5 separate regions of the Mus musculus genome follow, and regions 1, 2, 3 and 5 are each linked to region 4. A link is a contact called in public promoter capture Hi-C data. All regions are on one chromosome and are shown on one strand. Each heading gives the region's core, a stretch centred on a gene start, on an enhancer-like site or on the middle of the called end of the contact. The rest is flanking DNA. Distances are from core to core; before and after follow the strand shown. Region 1 holds the start of Oxa1l (oxidase assembly 1-like). Region 2 holds the start of 2410022M11Rik (RIKEN cDNA 2410022M11 gene). Region 3 holds the start of 4930579G18Rik (RIKEN cDNA 4930579G18 gene). Region 4 holds the start of Gmpr2 (guanosine monophosphate reductase 2). Region 5 holds the start of 4931414P19Rik (RIKEN cDNA 4931414P19 gene).

Evidence for each region. Promoter capture Hi-C pulls out the DNA fragments that hold promoters and counts their contacts.
Region 1: a promoter capture Hi-C map of pre-B cells shows a contact between it and region 4, with 6 times the contacts expected there. The contact joins the promoter of Oxa1l here to the promoter of Gmpr2 in region 4. A contact is called at or near these places in 3 of 39 promoter capture datasets (cranial neural crest, liver and pre-B cells).
Region 2: a promoter capture Hi-C map of liver shows a contact between it and region 4, with 2.2 times the contacts expected there. The contact joins the promoter of 2410022M11Rik here to the promoter of Gmpr2 in region 4. A contact is called at or near these places in 3 of 39 promoter capture datasets (hippocampal neurons, liver and pre-B cells) and 1 of 484 Hi-C or Micro-C datasets (B cells).
Region 3: a contact with region 4 is called in a promoter capture Hi-C map of hematopoietic stem and progenitor cells, with 2.4 times the contacts expected there. The contact joins the promoter of 4930579G18Rik here to the promoter of Gmpr2 in region 4. A contact is called at or near these places in 11 of 39 promoter capture datasets (the 3T3-L1 cell line, the C10 cell line, the HPC-7 cell line and 6 more).
Region 5: a promoter capture Hi-C map of pre-B cells shows a contact between it and region 4, with 4 times the contacts expected there. The contact joins the promoter of 4931414P19Rik here to the promoter of Gmpr2 in region 4. A contact is called at or near these places in 4 of 39 promoter capture datasets (cranial neural crest, liver, neutrophils and 1 more).

Annotation. Positions count from the first base shown.
Region 1 is chr14:54,358,575-54,362,125 of GRCm38.p6, reverse strand. It overlaps Oxa1l (oxidase assembly 1-like), which reads right to left and starts at 1,285. Exons shown (of 10, transcript NM_026936.3): 1 at 1,209-1,285; 2 at 658-804. The coding sequence starts at 1,271.
Region 2 is chr14:56,809,859-56,813,314 of GRCm38.p6, reverse strand. It overlaps 2410022M11Rik (RIKEN cDNA 2410022M11 gene), which reads right to left and starts at 1,326. Exons shown (of 1, transcript NR_152252.1): 1 at 1-1,326. Zmym5 (zinc finger, MYM-type 5) reads left to right here and starts at 1,851. Exons shown (of 8, transcript NM_001253753.1): 1 at 1,851-1,981; 2 at 2,456-2,575.
Region 3 is chr14:54,648,528-54,652,095 of GRCm38.p6, reverse strand. 4930579G18Rik (RIKEN cDNA 4930579G18 gene) reads right to left here and starts at 1,585. Exons shown (of 6, transcript NR_038053.1): 1 at 1,548-1,585; 2 at 828-1,031; 3 at 282-356. It overlaps Acin1 (apoptotic chromatin condensation inducer 1), which reads left to right. Exons shown (of 19, transcript NM_023190.3): 9 at 238-379.
Region 4 is chr14:55,670,783-55,674,287 of GRCm38.p6, reverse strand. It overlaps Gmpr2 (guanosine monophosphate reductase 2), which reads right to left and starts at 2,053. Exons shown (of 10, transcript NM_177992.2): 1 at 1,904-2,053; 2 at 1,487-1,582; 3 at 1,219-1,338. The coding sequence starts at 1,573. Nedd8 (neural precursor cell expressed, developmentally down-regulated gene 8) reads left to right here and starts at 2,408. Exons shown (of 4, transcript NM_008683.4): 1 at 2,408-2,493. The coding sequence starts at 2,476.
Region 5 is chr14:54,604,403-54,607,711 of GRCm38.p6, reverse strand. 4931414P19Rik (RIKEN cDNA 4931414P19 gene) reads left to right here and starts at 1,804. Exons shown (of 7, transcript NM_028890.2): 1 at 1,804-1,909.

The sequences.
Region 1 (3,551 bases), core at 36-2,535, 1.3 Mb after region 4:
CTGGAACTCACTTTGTAGACCAGGCTGGCCTCGAACTCAGAAATCCACCTGCCTCTGCCTCTCAAGTGCTGGGACTAAAGGCGTGCGCCACCAACCGCCAGGCTTAATTTTTTTTTATCTTGTGTGTGTGATGTATGTAGGCATGCATGCCACAGCATGTGTGGAAGTCAGAGATGAACTTTGTGTGGCGCCTTCTTCCTTCATTATTTATTTATTTATTTTTTTTCATTTTTGAGACAAGGTCACACTACACAGCTCTATGTTGACCAGGCTGGTTTTGAATTCAGAGATCTATCCATCTCTGCCTCCCAAGTGCTGGGGTTACTAGGATTGTGCCACAACCTGCTCCACCTTTACTTGGGTTCCAGGGTTGGCACTCGGTTTACCAGGGTTGCAATAGCAAGAGCTTTTGTACAGCAGGGTCATTTTGCCTGCCCTACAAATTTCTCAGCACTTTTAGGCATTTCCTCACTGAGTTGCCTGAGATGAGAATCTACTTCTACTCCAAACAGGTTAATATTAGGAGGAACTTAGGAGGAGTGTGAGAACTCTGCTACACATTCACTGTCTCCCGCAAAACAAAACAAACAAAACAACACAGAACCAAAAGAAAGGGGCCAAGAAGTCGTGCTCCTTTCCTCAGCGGGAACCTCTTACCTGGGCTTCTGCAAAGAGGGTGGCAGATGTACTGATGCAGCGAGGAGTGAAGACGGCGAGAAGAGCACAGGGTGGCCGCCCGTTACCCCGGCGGGCTGCGAGGAGCTCGGCGGCCAGCGGTCTCAGGGACACTGCGACGCTATGGTACTGACCATGTGAAAGGAAGGGAAGGCCTTGAGTCCCAGCCGACCCGCCTCTCCCGCAGACAGCCTGCGGTTGCAGCAGTGGGGCGCTGCAACTCTGCTCGCACAGACTACAGGCCCCGAAGCCATGCACTGGAGCGTGCAGGGTGCAGCTCCGGTTAGGGTCTCCCGCATCCTGTTACCGAAGCCCGGGGACGGGGCCCAGAGGTCACGGCTCAGGGTCGCAGGCAGTTTCCAAACAGCTACAGAGAAACCAGGCCACCAACCCCGGGACGTAACCCGGTGGTGCCCTCACGCGACCGGAGGTCATGACTCGCAGGTCGCAGTGACCAGGTCAGCATCTGCTCGTGACCTCAGCTCAGGTGACAAGGACAAGGCAGCATCCCCGCGCTTTGGACGGAACCTTACCGAACGCTGGGGTCGTAGGAGTCGCAGAAGCTGCCAGCGACCGCACACTAAATTCCTCGCCATCTTGCCGGGAAGAGGGAACTTACTCTCGCGCACGCGCACTCAGAACTTTGACGCTGCGGGGGAGGCCATTTTGGAAATGGGCAGGCAGTCAGACCTGACGTCACAGATCAGGTAGTGAGGGAGAATGAAGACAGGCGATGGTATTTGAAGTGGTTTAAAAAAGTCAAGATTCCGCAGAGATTGAAACTAAGAGACAGAGGCAGGCGGATTTCTGAGTTCGAGGCCAGCTTGGTCTACAAAGTGAGTTCCAGGACAACAGCCAGGACTATACAGAGAAACCCTGTCTCGAAAATCAAAAAAAAAAAAAAAAAAAAAAAAAAAAAAGAAAAGAAACTAAGAGACAGGATGCGCTGTTAAGTGGCAGTGTAAACATAGCATATTTCCTGTTTTCCCTTCCATTTCCCAAACTGTAATTGTTCCCTGGGTTAAAATAATTCTTGGATTAAAAATGGCCTTTACTCTTGGAATAGTGCCTCAAATCTATAATCCCAGCATTTGGGAGGCGGAGGCAGGAGGATTGCCTAAAATTCGAGGTGAATCTTGGTTACCTATTGTGTTTAAGGCTAGCCAGGACTGCAGAGAGACCCTGCCTGTCACAAGAAGATAATGAATAAACAAAATCTCAAACTAGAATTAACCCCACAAACAGGCAAACCAGAAAGGCGAAAACAATAGCTTTTACATCTGTGCTTGGCGTGGGTTTTTTCTTACTGCAAGGTAATATTGTAATTACAGATCCAATGAAATTTGAAAGTAGCCTGGAATCTGACAAAGCTATAGGGAAGGCAGTTTCCGGGAAATAACCGAGGAAACTAAAGATGAAAGTTGAACTTGATGTCTTGGATCTGTTGTCTCAAGATTGTTACTATCTATTTGTAGATTTTGTTGTGTATTTTTTGAAACTAAAAGCTTCCCTAAAGCATAAATTGAAATAAGGTGGGTATGGTGCTGCACGCCTGTGATCCCAGCACTGAAGAGGAAGCTGACTCAGGTAAGTGGTGAGTTCAAGGCCAGCCAGGGTTAAAAATGGAGACCTTATCTTAAAAAAAAAAAGTAATGTGAAAAATAAATTACTGCTCAGGAAGGAGGGGGTTGATCACATATACTTCTTCATATGCTACTAGATACTTTGGAGGAATAAAAACTTATTTATTTCATAGATGTCGTGTGTTGTATGAGTGTACATTCTCGGAGGCCAGAAGAGGGATGGAGTTAGAGGTGTTTGTTGCATAAGTGTTGGGATCTGAACTCTGGTATTCACCATGGTGCAGCAAATAGTCTTAACCGCTGAGCCATATCCAACCCCGAAATTTGCGACTTTTATTTTGGAGAGAGAGAGAGAGAGAGAGAGAGAGAGAGAGAGAGAGAGAGAGTGTGTGTGTGTGTGTGTGTGTGTGCGTGCACATATTCTTATGTATGTACATAGCAGCTCACAACCACATACACCTCCAGTTCCAAGAGTTCTGACACCTTTGTCTGTCTCTATGGATACTAGGCAAGTGTGTGGTACAAATACATATAAGCAAGCACAACACTCATATATGCATGCCTAAATGTCTGTCTGTCTATCTATCTATCTATCTATCTATCTATCTATCTATCTATCTATCTATCTATCTATCATCTATTGTCAGATGTGGTGGGAACAGGCCTTTAATATCAGCATTCAAAAGGCAGAGACAGATGTCTTTCTGTGAGTTTGAGACCAGCCTGGTCTACACAGTGAGTTCTAGGACAGCAAGGACTGCATAAAGAAAGTCTGTCTCAACAAACAAGCAAAGCAAAAATCAAACAAAAATCTTGGAAAATTTTATCTTTTTTGTTTAGGCAAAATTAAATATTACTTTAAGGAAGACAATACACGCTAACAATTTCAACAATGTAATAGTCACATTATTTAATATCTGATAAAATTTAATAAGCATGATGTTCAATAAAAAATGAACAGAGCTAAAAAAAAAAAATCAGGGCTGGAGAGATGGTTCAGTTAACCTGAGTGTGATTCCTCACACTCATACAGTGGGCTCAAAACAGTCTCTATTTCCAAATCCAAGAGATTTGATGCTCTCTGCTAGTTCATCGGGTATCAGGCACTCCACATAGTGCACAGACATACATGAGGGCAAACACTCATACACATAAAATAAAAATAAATGATTTTTAAAAATATGAAATATCAGCCAGGTAGTGGTGACATACACCTTCAATCCCAGCACTACAGAGGCAGAGGCAGGAAGATCTCTGTGAGTTCAAGGCCAGCCTGGTATACAGAGTGAGTTC
Region 2 (3,456 bases), core at 77-2,576, 1.1 Mb before region 4:
GATTTTGTTTTCAAATCATATCTAAGCCTAAACCAAGAAAGCAGTGGTGACATGCTTACAATCCCAATGCTCCAGAGGCAGAGGAAGAGAGAGGCAAAGGCAGAAGAAAGATCACAGAGTTCCAGGCCAGACTATGCTAGACATTGTCTTAAAAGAGAGACTCATATATATTTTTGCTCTTTTGGTTTTTCAACTCAGGGTTTTTCTGTGTAGCCCTGACTGTCCAGGAATCCACTTTGTAGACCAACCTGGCCTCGAACTCACAGATATCCAACTGCCTCTGCCTGCAAGTGTTGGAACTAAAAGCATGCGCCACCAAGTCCAGTTAAGAGTCATATATTTTCACATATTATGTAACAAGAACCTCAATCCAACCTAAAAGCATCAGTTGTAATCCCGCTAACAAACACCAGGGCGAGGTGCATTTCTTAGGTTACAGGGAGTCCTGGAAATCCGGCACCAAGTCTTCTGCCAAAGACATGGGTATAGACGAGGAACAAAAGACCCTCGTGCCGCCCTCCAGCGGCTCCGCTCCGAATGCGTCCGGTGGGACTCCCATTAGAGGGTCACTGCCCACGGAGCCAGGATGAAGCGAAGGGCACGCGATGGCCCGAGGCCCGGCAAACGTGGAGGACAGGCGCCGGGCAGGCCGGAGAGCGCGTGCTCGGCCAGGCACCGACGGCCAAGGCCAGACAGCCCAGGTCCCAGGGGCGCGAGCCCGCTAAGGGAGCCCGGGGCTCCATCTTGCCCGGCGGCAGTCTGGGGTCACCACTGTCCTGTGGCCCCGCCGCAATCTCGGCGCGCAAACTCTTGGCGGCCGAGGACAAGGCCTATGGTAGAGCGCGATCGGACTCGTTCCGGGCCAAGTTTCTCGTCCCCACGGGTTCGGTTCTGATGGGCCCCAAGTTCTCCCAACAGATCCCACAAAATGGAGGCCGACGTCTCCTCCCGCCGCAGCCATGGCGGAGGTGGGACACCCTTCCCACGGGCCAGGCAAGGTGGAAGCGCCTGCACGGCCGCCAGCGCACCAGTCCCCTTGCGGCCGCGGCCGGGCTCGCCCCCTCGGTCCGCCGCAGGCATTGCCGGGCTCGCCAGTCGCCGGGGTCTTGGGGGCCTGGACAGGGAGGACGCCGGGACATCGAGGCCGCGTCTCTCCTCGAGCAGAGTCGCAAAGGGCCGTGGCGACCGTCTGGAGGCCGAGACCCAGTGTCCCGATCCCGGGCCCACCGGAAGCCTCGACGAATATCGCCCGCCCCCAGGGCCGAAGCGCGAGCCGAACTGCGGGCAGCGCCACTCGGGCTCCTGACCCGGGCAGACCCCGCGAGTGGGGGCGGGGCGGGGGCACGGAGGGAGGGCGGAAGAGAGGGAGGGCCGGCCCAGCCCGGGGCTGGCGGCGGGGGGGGGGGGGGGGGGGGCCGGCAGGCCCGAGGGCGTGGCCCAGGTCTGACGGACAGCCGCCGTGACTACCTCACCGAGGAGGGTCCTGAAAGAAGGCCGACTGGGCCAATGGAGCCTGCCCGAGGCATTCCGTGCCGCCCACGCCATCAGCCAATGAGCGTGCGGAGGGCGGGGCCTCCCCGGGCCCCGCCGTGCCACCGCCTCCTCTGCCTCCTCCTCACCAGCGCTAAAGCCGGGACTGGACCGAGCGGAGTTGTGCGTGTCGCCGAAGGGGGGTGGGCCGGGGGAGGGGAGGTTCGTTCCGCGGAGCTGCAGCCAGAACCCGGTGAGGCTTCTCCCCGCCGTCTTTCCTGTCGAGGGCCGCGGAGAGTGGGGGTGGCTGGGAGCAGCGCAGCCTCGGGAGGAGGAGGCGGAGGCGGGGGCGACTGGGGAGGCGGAGATGGGTGAGGGCAGCGTCGGGAGCCTCCCACCGAGCCGGGCTTAACAGCCCGCGGCGGCCGGTGTCGCGGCTGCTGCGTCGGGGCCTGAGGGTGCGCTGGGGGCCGCGCTGATGTCCAGGGCGGCTTCGCGTGCGGCCGGAGGGGTGAGGGAGCGCGGGCGCGGCAGGGCTGGCTGGGTGAGGCGGCCGCGGGGCGGGGAGCGCGAGAGCCTCCGGGTGCGGGCGGCAGCGGCCGGAGGTCGAAGAGTGTTTTCCTTTCTGTGCTGCGAGCGGGCGGGCGGGTCGGGGAGGGGCCCTTTGGCCCTCCCGCCCGGGGGCCGCACTCCCACCCTGTCTGTTCAACCGACACCCCAAGTTTTCCGTGTTAAGGGGCGTCCTCTTACGTCCCGCGGCGTTTTCTCTCTCTCTCTTTTTTTTTTTTTTTGGGTCGGTCTGTCGCAGCTTTTAATCTTATTTGAGCCAGTTTCTAATGGCTGACCTGGTGCCTGTCGCGGGCTACTGAGGAGTTAGGCCCTAATCAAGTGCTTGCGGCAAATGGGACCCAATTGTTGAACCTCTCCCGGGTCGGATTTGTACTTGAGTGGTAACTACTTAGGAGAAATGTGAATCCCTTTCTAGATTCGAGGACGCGTTTACTCTTCGACTCAGCTGCGCGCTCTACTCATAATTCTGAAACTGGAAAGAACATATGAGCTTGGCCTGCTGTCGTTTAGTTGATCTATTGTTTATTTGGAGAAGGTTGGTAGAACAGCTTGGGAATAACTTCACCTTGACTTATTTATTTCCTTTGGCGTTCAGGGTTTGGTGCTACCTCGGAGCTGTTGATGTTCACTGTATGTATGTGTTTTGGGTGTTTGTTTGTAAATTTCTTTTTATACTAGGATCTTCAAGCTACTTTGGTGAAGGATTTGACAGGAATAAGGAAAACATCTCCATTGTGAGTCATTTTGCGTAGCTTTCCTGCTTAAACCACTAGGATAGACTTTTCTATTTTGTCGAAGTGAAGAGTTGCTGCCTGAGTGATTTCTGCTGAGAAAGCCAAGCCAGTGTGATCTGTAGTGTGTTAGTGGGTACTACTAACATGGCTGTCTTCTCAGATTCCTAAATAAGACTATGTTCTTAGTCATAAGATGCTGTGCACTTAACATTTTTGTGTTCCTTTCTAGGAGATTTCTTTAATTTCTTGTATTTTTAAACCACTAAGCAGTTATTTATTTTTGAAAAAGCTTGTTTGTTTGTTTGTTTAAAATGTTTTCACCATTGCTCTCTTCAGACACACCAGAAGAGGGCATCAGACCCCATTATAGATGGTTGGGAGCCACTATGTGGTTGCTGGGATTGAACTCAGGACCTCTAGAAGAGTAGTCAGTGCTCTTAACCACTGAGCCATCTCTTCAGCCCACACTAAACAGTTATTTTAAATAAAGATTAAATATTTTTAAAAATTACTGACATGTTTTAAGATGGAGGACAAACGAATTACAAGGGTTTTTTGTTTTTCAGTTTTAAAAAGATTATATGTTACATATATAGGTGTTTTGCTTCATGTATATCTGTGTGCCACTTGGCTGCAGTGCTCAAGAAGTTCAGAAGAAGGTAGAGGATCCATTAGAACTAGA
Region 3 (3,568 bases), core at 336-2,835, 1.0 Mb after region 4:
AACTCTGAGTGCTGGGAACCCCACATAAAGGCCCCATCTGGTACTGAGTGGCCATGACCACTGTAATTTGTGCTTTTTCCCTAAAGAAAGCATTCCCACTTTCCCATGGGAAAGTTCTAGTCTGATCCCGCCCAAGTAAGGAGCCATTGGGATTTTATGTCCACAAAGCTAACATCTTGCTCTCTCTTCCCCTTCACTCTCTCCTACCCTTTCCTTCAATCTCTTCCATCCTGTCAGTGAAGAGAAGGAGGAAGTGACCATGGACACCAGTGAAAACAGACCTGAAAATGAGGTGCCTGAGCCTCCTCTGCCTGTTGCAGACCAAGTCAGCAATGATGAGCGCCCAGAGGGTGGTGCTGAAGAAGAGGAAAAGAAAGAGGTAACTAGCCAAGCCACCTGTTGGGGAGGGTGGGCCGAGCGTGGGCCTAGGGAGAATAGACCATCTCAGCCATCCCTCTTACACAGTGGGATGACCTAAAGGGGATAAGGCTATCCTTGGATCAGGATAGGGCAAGGGAGAATTCGCTGGTTTAGCAAGGGATGCCCCTTGTGATAACAGACAAGGTCTTTGATTTCCTTTCCCTACATGAAGCAGTGATATAGACCAGGCTCCTAATTTGGAAGTCTGTTAATGGCCCTTTTTTTTAGAGAGAGAGGGGGGAGAGGGAGGCGAGGGAGAGAGAGAGGAGAGAGAGAGAAAAACCAAAAAACCCAAGTGCAGCTTTCTTGCTGCTGAAGCTTCTGTGAAGCTAACTCCTTGAGCTTTCCCTCCTTTTTAAAAGCTTAATGGCACTTGTCGCCACCTAGTGGGGCTTTGGGTCTCTTACCGAGTCAGCCATGCTGAGGAATTTTTGTTGCTCTTCTGCCCCCCAGTGGTCTAATTACGGAAGTGTAGCTTCTTAGAAATCCAAGGGGTGAACCACAAGGCCCTCTTAGGTTTTGTTTTGTTTTGTTGGCACAAATATTACCACTTTTTCCTATACCCAGTTCAAGAGGCTTCCCCCATTGGAGCCAGCGAGGTCTTCTTGACCCTTAAAGAAATAGAATTAGCTGGGTTTGGGAGTGGTATTATTACAGGGTGGGAGGGGCTGTTGTGTGTGTAGCCTTTCTCTGGTGTGTGTTGCGGGGGTGGGGGCCGGTGAAAGTGATTTGATGTGCAGAATATTATTTATTACAAGGTCCTTCTTCCCCGTAAAACTTTGTCCAAGTACCTCATGTACGGTAATCCGCCCGTAAAATATAACCCTGCCCAACTGGCCAATCGCTGATGCCGCCTCTACCTCTGGACCCACCCGCTGCTACCGAGCCGCCCAATCAGAGCCGAGTGTGCTCCCGGTGTCTTGGCCAGAGGGGCGTGTCTGTGGGCGTCTGTGATGGGCCCCGCCTCCCTTCTTGCTTACATCGGGGCTGAGACGAGCACTGTTCTGGAGAGACTTGTACTGAGAACAAGAAGCATTTGGAAAGGGGTGGACTTGAATCATCGCCCTACTCGGGACACCCCAAGAAGAGTTGTGCCAGTGCTGGGGTGCCTGCCCACATGCCCTTACCTGTCAGAGACTGTGGGTTGCCTTGTTTGCTACAGACTGTTGGGATCCCCATCTAGGGACCAAGAAACCTAAGAGAGTCAGATGTTTATGACGACAGTGCCGAGCTGTAAACACTTGAGTGGGGCCGGTGGCCTAAGCTTTGTTGACTAGAAACCCTGCAGAGAAGTCTGGGGGTCTGTACCCAGGGGCTTAAAGCTGATGGCAGCCCAGCCCGCGTGTCACCACTTGCTCTTCAGATGGACTTTCCTTTGGTCCCTGCTGTCCATGGTGAAGGGCAGCATCGTGTCGGTCGCTTCAGCTTCTCCTCCATCCCTGGAGGCAGGGACTCACTCACCCACCCAACCGGAACCACTGTCTCAGCTGCAGTCCCTGAGGAGGTGCCAACGACAAACCGGAAGACATACTCTGAGCTTGCTGCTGAATGTGTACCAGGTCCTGGGGAAATTGACTACTGCCACCCCCGGGCTACCTTCATCAGAGGCTCCATGATCCTGCTCGGTGACAGGACCTCTCCCCAGTTACACTCAGAGGAGGAAGGGACTTTGGAGTTGTCACCTGGATCCCAAGTGTTGGCTAGTGGCACTGCTGCAGCTTGTCACTGGTGGACATAGGGTCCTGCCTGCCTCATGAAAGAAAGGCAAGGAGCATTCCTGCCGCTCACAGGCCGCTTGCTCATTCATCAGGGACTGCAAGATGATGCCCTACAGGGCCAGGACTGATGCTCTGCCCCCATTCCCCCCTCTGCCCCTCGCTGAGGCTGGCCATCGCCAGTGAACTGTTTTGACATCTTGGAAACTGGGCAGCGTCCCCCCACACGATTCCCTCCCGCCCCCCCTGCGCCCCTGGGAGGACTCTGGCAGTGCCACGCTGACTACCACGCCGTGCGCCCACCTTTTTTGCCAACCCAACCCCCCACCAATTGCACAGCGCCTAGCAGGGAGGGCTCATTCTGATTGGACGGCGGTTGACTAGATACAGTACACAGTGAGGTGCGATTGGCTGAACTGAAGATCCCAGGTGTGAGATGGTACCTGGAACATTTGTCATATTCCTAGTTTATTCTTTTATTTTCTACCTCTTCTTTAATCTTTTATTTTTATAATTTATTTTTTTATTTCTTTGTTGGGTTTATTTATTTGGTTCGTGTTTTTCTTGTTTTAATTAAGTTATTTTGTTTAATTGGTTTTTTGGGTTCTTTTATTTTCTTTCTTTTTTGTTTTTTTTTGTTTGTTTGTTTGTTTTTTTGGTTTTTATTTATTTCCTTTTCTCACTAACTTACCCATCGTGAGCAACCTAGCTAGGGGTCAGGCTGGCTCTTAACACAGACCAAGGAGACTTGGTTAGATGACACAGGTGGGGCTGGGGGTGGGAGGGGAAAGGAGATTAAGGGGGTCCTGCCCTACCCGTTAGAAGGGTGGTAGGGTGGTCTTAGTTTTTCCAGAAATAAGCACCTATAAAAGTGCCCCTGCTCTGTCTGTAGTGTCACTCCACTGTGTGTCTGGAAAGAGGCTTGCCCAAATCTGTCTTGTGGGATTTGTTTTGGTTTTGGTCCTTAGCCAGAGCCCCTGCATTTGAGCCCTGTTTGAAGGGGGAGCGTTAAGGCTCTGCTGGAGTAAGGGTGGTGGTTGGGGAGGCCGAGGCTTTCCCTGGAGCAGCTGGCCTTTACCAGAGCCTCCTTAGACAAGAGATCCTTGTAAATTCTCTCTGCTACCTGCCCTTCATCTGCAGTGAACCTTGTATAATTCTTTTCCTTGGTGTTGCTCTGAGTGGTCTTCAAGTGTCCCACCTCCTGTCAAGATGTCAGGCTGGGAGCTGAGTACAGGAAGCTTGTTGAAGTTGCCATCTCAAGAGTGGGTTTTTCTCGTATCTTTCAAATTGGCAAGGAAGGACTTAGGAGGACCCAGTTACCTGGGTCTGGGCATAGCTCGCTGGGTTTCGTGTCCTCATCCCTTAGATACAGTTGAGAGCATGATCAGCAACTTAAAAGGGCTGACGGAGCCGGACATGGTGGCTCATGTCTG
Region 4 (3,505 bases), core at 804-3,303:
CAGCACAGATTTTACAAGTGAGAAGAAACACAAGGAAGTCATGTATCAGCCAGCCACAGGGAGTTCTATGCATAAAAGCTGGTATTCTGCTTTCTCTGTAAAAATCAACTGTCAACAAGTTCATAAAAGCTATGGTGGTCAGCAGGTCTTAGAGATATGTTGCTGTGCTAAGTTCACCTAATCCATACAAACCCCAAGAAACACTTTTTTTTTTTTTTTTGGTATCTAATTTATTTTTTTAATCATTATTGAGACTTGGCTATATTTCTAAAATTTGGTTTCTGTAGTACTTGTCCACAGTATTGAAATCCATTTCCCAGTAAGGTTCATGAATTATAGCATGCCTTTTTAACAGATTTGCCAATTCCCCAAATCCACCTGTCAGAGAAGACAGACAAGATAATAGCCAAAACCCTGAAGAATTAGTAAATGGTAACAGGAATAAAGTAATAAAACTCCATAATTATCAATCTCAGAGAAAGCACAACAAACATTCTACAAAAACAGAAAAACAAACAAACAAAAACCCAGGTCTTTAAGGCCAACAGCCACAAACAGAAACAGAACCCACCAACTAGGGATACTAGGATTAATCAGCAAAGCACATTATGTTCTCAAAAGTGCCCAGGCAACTATCTACCTTCTCAACTACATGCATAGAGGCAAGTGATATTACTGTCAGGAGCAGTGTCTTCCATTTTCAAAGGGAACAATCTGTATTTAAGAACAAAACTTCCATTTGGGATAGATCTCAGAAACTCCCAGGAACCTAAAAGAACCTTAAAGAAGTGAAAAATTAAAATAATAGTAGGCATACAAGAAAACTAATAAACTCCTTTTTTCTGTAATATCCCAGGTTGAAAATTTTTAAATACTCAAAACAGTATTTAATTTCTGGACTAAACAGTGACTGCTTAATGTTCAAACAATGACTGACTGAAGAAATGCATGTGCTTGGGTTGACCTGGGTGGGCACTGGAAGAATTTGGTAAAGTATATAATTTATGGGAGATTATAATAAAAAAGATGAAACAGATCTAAATTTGAATCTCACTAGTTCAGACAGATCTTTGAACTGATCAAATGGTTCTTAGTAATGGAAAAAAAAATAGTAAACACAACATTCTGTTAATTGCCAGAGACTGGGAATACAGATGCAATTCCTCTGTAGCCGCTAGCTGGGAGAAGATCTGGTAGGGGGCATAAGGTTAATCTCACCTTACAGAGAACCCTAGCCATTTCAAAAGTGCCCACGGTATCCATATTGGCAGCAATGACAGGGATGCCACTGTACATCTGCTTTGAGTTCCGGAACGAAAATGATCTTGTGAGCTCTACCTGCAGACATTAAGAGGACATTAAGATTTCATTCATTCAGAAAATATGTATCGTTCTCGAACCTGACAGCTTTCTTGGACCTGGTCCATTAGAAGCTTGAGGTAAAAATAAATAAATAAATAAAAACCAAGGAAGACAACTGGCTCACCTCACTTCGAGACTTAAGAGTGCTGCGTTTGGGCCTCAACAGGACATCCTTGAAGTCAAGTTTCACATCATTATCAATATGAGGCATGATGCAAAGCTGGAGTTAGATTTAAAAAAAAATGAGGCTGTAAGACTGGGAAGTAACAAAGTTCGCCTCTCACGCTTAAACTGTGTAAAGTCAGATCAGGGTGTGGTTCTTCAAGTCTCCCTGGGACCATCCAGTGTCTGGATTATCCTAATGCTTCAATCCCAGGTATGATTTTTAGGGAGAATTGGGAAGAGATTATGGTTCCTGAAGGTGCTTCCTTACCTAGTTACTCTCCCTTTTTTCGCCCCTGCAAAGGGCAACTTAGAGTAAGAAGCTAACTTAGGGATGAGAAAAGAGATTTTAACCAGCTTCCGGCATAGCGGTACTCACTTCCTGTTGCTTTGACTCAGGTGGCAGTTGACCAAAGATTCTTTTGCTTAGCAACTAGCCGCGTGCAGCCTCGATGAGCCTTCAGGGCCACTCGAACGAGTTCCGCTAATTGCAAACTCGACTACCCAAGGAATTCTAGCTTCGGGCGCTGTGCAAGGCCTTCTGGGTAACAGAGTCCACACACTCAAGCTGCCGTTGAGTGCGAGCGGCAGAAGAACTACAACTCCTAGGATGCAAAGGACAGAGCTGCCTCCAGGCATGATGGGACAAGTAGTTTGTTCCGTTCCAGCTCGCCGCTAACACCAGTTCGGTGGCCACGCGCGGGGTCTCAGGGCGCCGTCTGGCTGTTCCTAGCCGACTTGCCTTTCTCTTTACAACCCCACTGACACAGAACACGAGGGCACTCCTGAGCGTTTCGGGAACCCGGTGGAAAGAGGAGAGGGTGGGTCCAGAGAGTGACCCGGAAGCAGAAGTGTTCCTTGCCGTGGAGTGCTGGGAAGCGGCAGCGGCAGCAGCGACCACAGCGGGAGAAGCAGCACTCTAGCCGCCTGCAACCCCAACCTGGGAAGAAGATGCTAATTAAAGTGAAGGTGGGAGCGTTTCCAGACTTTCCAAGACTCGGTGCAGGGTTGGCCGCTGCGCCTTAAGGGAGAGGCGGGAAGGAAAACCATGCCTTTCCTGAACTTGGAGGGCTGACACCCTCGGGGCCCTGCGCGAGGCTTGATGGGAACTAGGGGGACCCCGGGAGGCTTTGAGCTCTGGAGGCCGATCCAGCCTGAAGACTTCGGGTCTTACAAGGAAGCCTGTCCTACTTTCTTGCCAGTCTGTATTCAGACCCAGAAGGAGGCAGCGTTTGTCCTGGTCTCACTGTATTCAAGCCCTTGCAGTCATAGAGAAGGCCTGGCAGCAGCTTGGCTCCTCACTCCAGAATTTTTTGGGAAAGCTTTGTCCCCTGTTCTTCATGCCTAGATTGTATACTTCTCTCAGGCCCTAACACAGGCTCCCTCCAGAGCACAGCACTGATTAGAGTCTGATGAAAGTGAGGGCCTTTCAGTAGCTAGACTACGAGCCAAGGTTAGTGTCTCACCCGTCTTACAGTAGCTAAGCTCGGAGTGGTACTAGGCACCTTCTGTCGGAACTGGACATTAAGAACTAGCCTCATTTCTTTGGCTAATTTAGGCTACTTATCGATGCGTTGGTTCTTGGTACTCTGTCTTCAACTCCCGTAGATGTTCAGTTTTAAACCCATCAGGCCATTCTGCTGTACATTTAGACAGAGACACAAAAATGATAATAATGAGGAGGCCTGGCATTAATCTGACCTTTTCATTGCTGTGTTCAGTCTATCTTCAGTTACTGGACACGTCAACTATTAGCCTTTTTTTCTACATTCCTTCCAAAAAAAACTTTAATTAAAGATTGAAGTCAGAGGGCAAGTTGATGATTACTGTTTTTCAGACATGGGTAATCTATGAATTAGCAATAGGTCTTTGACTCTTTTTGTTTGTTTTGTTTTGTTTTTGGAGACAGGGTTTTTCAGTGCAGCCCTGGATGTCCAGAAACTCACTCTGTAGACCAGGCTGGCCTCGGACTCAGAAATCC
Region 5 (3,309 bases), core at 555-3,054, 1.1 Mb after region 4:
GGAGAAGTTATCACTCCCTCTGAGGTACCCAGAAAGCTGGAATCACAGAGGCAATAAGTGTGAGAAAGGAAGCTACAAGGACTGAGACCAGAGAGAGGAACAGGAAAGTAATGGAGGGAAACCGGGAGACTGTTACTGGATGCAGCAGGGAAAGATGGATAGAGACACTGACAGGCAGAGCTGGACCAGGAGGCTTTGGCGAGGAGGCATACGGAGACTGAGGACGGTGACTGGGAGTAGAAGCTAATGCCCAGTGAAGCCTGTTCCCCTGGAGACAGAGCCATCCTCCGGCCACACATAATGACACATGCCTCTGTGTGTTGTGCCCCTGTACTGTCACAGTCGCTTACCCTCTGTAAGAAGCCATGTCAACATTGCTGTGCAAAGCTGGAGACGTCTGCAGTCTCCTCTTCAACACAGCCAGGCCACAGCCAGAAGCATAGAAACTGCTTCCAGAACAAGAGGGAAAAAGAAACGGGAACACATCTTTTTCTTTTAATGTGGTTAAAGCATGCATCACCATTTTTAGAGTTCTTTTCATTTTCTTTTATAAACTCATAGGTCAGGGGTTCGAGTGAGGAGGAAAAGGCAGGAAGTCCTAGAAAGAAGACTTGAGAAGGGTCATGGGTTTCAGATATTAAAACATAAATAAATAGGTGAGAGAGAGAGAGACGGAGAGGGAGAGGGAGAGGGGGGGGGGAGAAAGAGAACTTAGTGTCCAGCAGAGACACTGGTGAAGGCTGCCAAACCCCTGTGGACTTGAGTTTGATCCTTCAGACCCTCTAGGTGGAGAGAATTCCTGCAAGTTGTCCCCTATTCTTTTTTTTTTTTTTTTTTTTTTTTTTCTTTTTTCTGAGACAGGGTTTCTCTGTATAGCCCTGGCTGTCCTGGAACTCACTTTATAGACCAGGCTGGCCTCGAACTCAGAAATCCGCCTGTCTCTGCCTCCCGAGTGCTGGGATTAAAGGCATGCGCCACCACACCTGGCACAAGTTGTCCCCTAATTGCCACACTTTGCATTGCGGCACGCGAGTGCCCCCACCAAAAGAAAAAATACACACACACACACACACACACACACACACACACACACACACGTATGTATGTATGTATGTTAGTGTGTGTGTGTGTGTGTGTTCGCGCAAACGTTTTATAATAAAAAGGTGCAGTGAGACCGGTTTATGGACTGCTTAAAATCGAGGTTTAAGCAATGGTCTACATGCAGGGTGTGTGAGGGAGACATTTTGGTTTCTTCAGAATGTGGTTTTAGCCTAGTAGGGGAGCCTGGCTCAGGCTGTGCAAAAACAAGCCCCAAGTGTAAGGCTACTTAGCCTCTCACTTGAACAACGTTACACTCATAGATGTTCATGTAAAGGTGGGCTGCTAGACAACTTGTGTGACCCAGAGACACTGGCCTGGGAAACCAAGGGTTGGAGGGCCTCGCCCCCCAAACCTGACGCTCAATCAGCCTAAGAGGTCCCAAGTTCGCTAGTTCTCCCAGCTTAGCAATGTCAGAGGGCGCTCACTCACAGGGTGGTTCTTCTGAGCCTGGCTTGGGGGGCGGGGAGGGAGAACGAGACGGGAAAGATGAGCGGACAGCGAGGAGAAAGGGAAGGGCAGTGGGCGCATCGGCCAGGTCCGGGAGCTCGCGGCCCTCGGGGGCCCCCCGGACGGGCGCCTCGGGTGCGGCGCGTGTGCTTGCGGGCGGGGCGGGCGGCGGCCAATCCGGGCGGGCGGCCGGGAAGGGGCGGGGCTTGTGAGCTCCGGCTCCGCGAGTCCTCCTTTTTTGCACACACACGAATACAAAGAGCCATACGACCTTCGAGTATCCTTTTTCCATTTTTTTTCCTCCTTCATCTTGTGTGCGTTTTCCAAATTTTTAAAAATAGAGATCTGTGGCAGTGCTGGGGTGAGGAAACTGTTGCTAAGGGGAATTTGCTCTTTTCCCCATTTCTTTTCCTGTCTCTCTTTCTCTTTCTTTTTCCTGGTCGAGGTTTAAAAATATACCAAGTTGAGAAGCCGTGTGCAACTGTTCCCAGACCAATTTACAGATTTTTTTTTTCTTTTTGGATCACATTTTAAGAATTGGTAAATTTTGTGGTTGAAGGATTTAAATTTTAGTCGCTTGGGGAAGTATAGATTTGTTTTTAATCGGGTTAAAGCGATAATGTGAATTTCTACCACAGGCAACAGAGAGATTTGAGGTGCCCTCACAAAGCCTTTGGCATGTATTTTAGACACACTCACTCAGAACCAAAACCAAGTGCTGTAGCAGCAATGTAGCAGCGAGTGTGACAGGCCAATAGATTAAATATACTGGGTTATTTTAATTGGGACACTCATTTCCCAGGAGAGAAGGGAAAGCTCTCTCACAGTGTTTTGCACACACAATTTCATGAGGACATTTGTGTGTATGTACACTTAAAACATACCATTTCGTATGGATTCATCTTGTGGTTTATTCTTTGTATTTATGTAAAGTATGTGTATATGTGCTGTTATCGGATTTTATTTTTAAAGTGTTTTCATTTGATTTTATGTGTGTAAAATAGACCTTAGGATGTTTTTTCCCCTCTGTGTTCCCAAATGTGATCAAAACAGGATTTCAAATGCAAAGTAAAGCGTAGAGGAAATCCTGCACTTAGCATACTTAAGAACTTTCATCCTATTGGAATTTACCTTCTTTTCTGCTTCTTTTTATATCAGATTAGTGAATAATTAAATAATTGCCCCAAAGCCTGCAGTCAGTGTGTTTGGCAAACGAAGTGGGGGGGACGGGGACTGAGTGTGTAGTCCAGAGCCTTTTAGTGACTTTTTAAATGCTTTTGGTTTTTTATTGGTTTTCCTTCCTAAACATGCAACTGTGTATATTTTAGCCTTTATGAGTAGTTTTGGGGGGAGGTACCAGAAGGGAATCTCCTGGCATTTTGACAAAGTGACCTTTTATTGGTTGGGATTTGTTTGGAAAACTCCACATCTGGGAAAGTGTGTGAGACAATATTCTAGTCCAGTTACTGAACGGGGGTGGGGGTGGGGTCCTGGGAGGGGTACTTGGGGTAGGGGCAAGAGGAGGCAAACGCAAAACCCAGGAGGGATAAGAAATACAATGTGATTGTTATTTTGCTTTCTGTGAATGCAAAGCTTCCCCCATATCGTCACATTTTTGGAAAAGTGTGTGTGCATTGAAGGACTGTTGCCTGGGGCAGAGGCCCCCCTTCCCTTGGGAGTTCTATGCTGAGACAGGCTTATTAAGAGTTAGACAGGATTTGCCCAAATCCAGTCTGTGTTTAAAGACTTGAGTGAAAACAT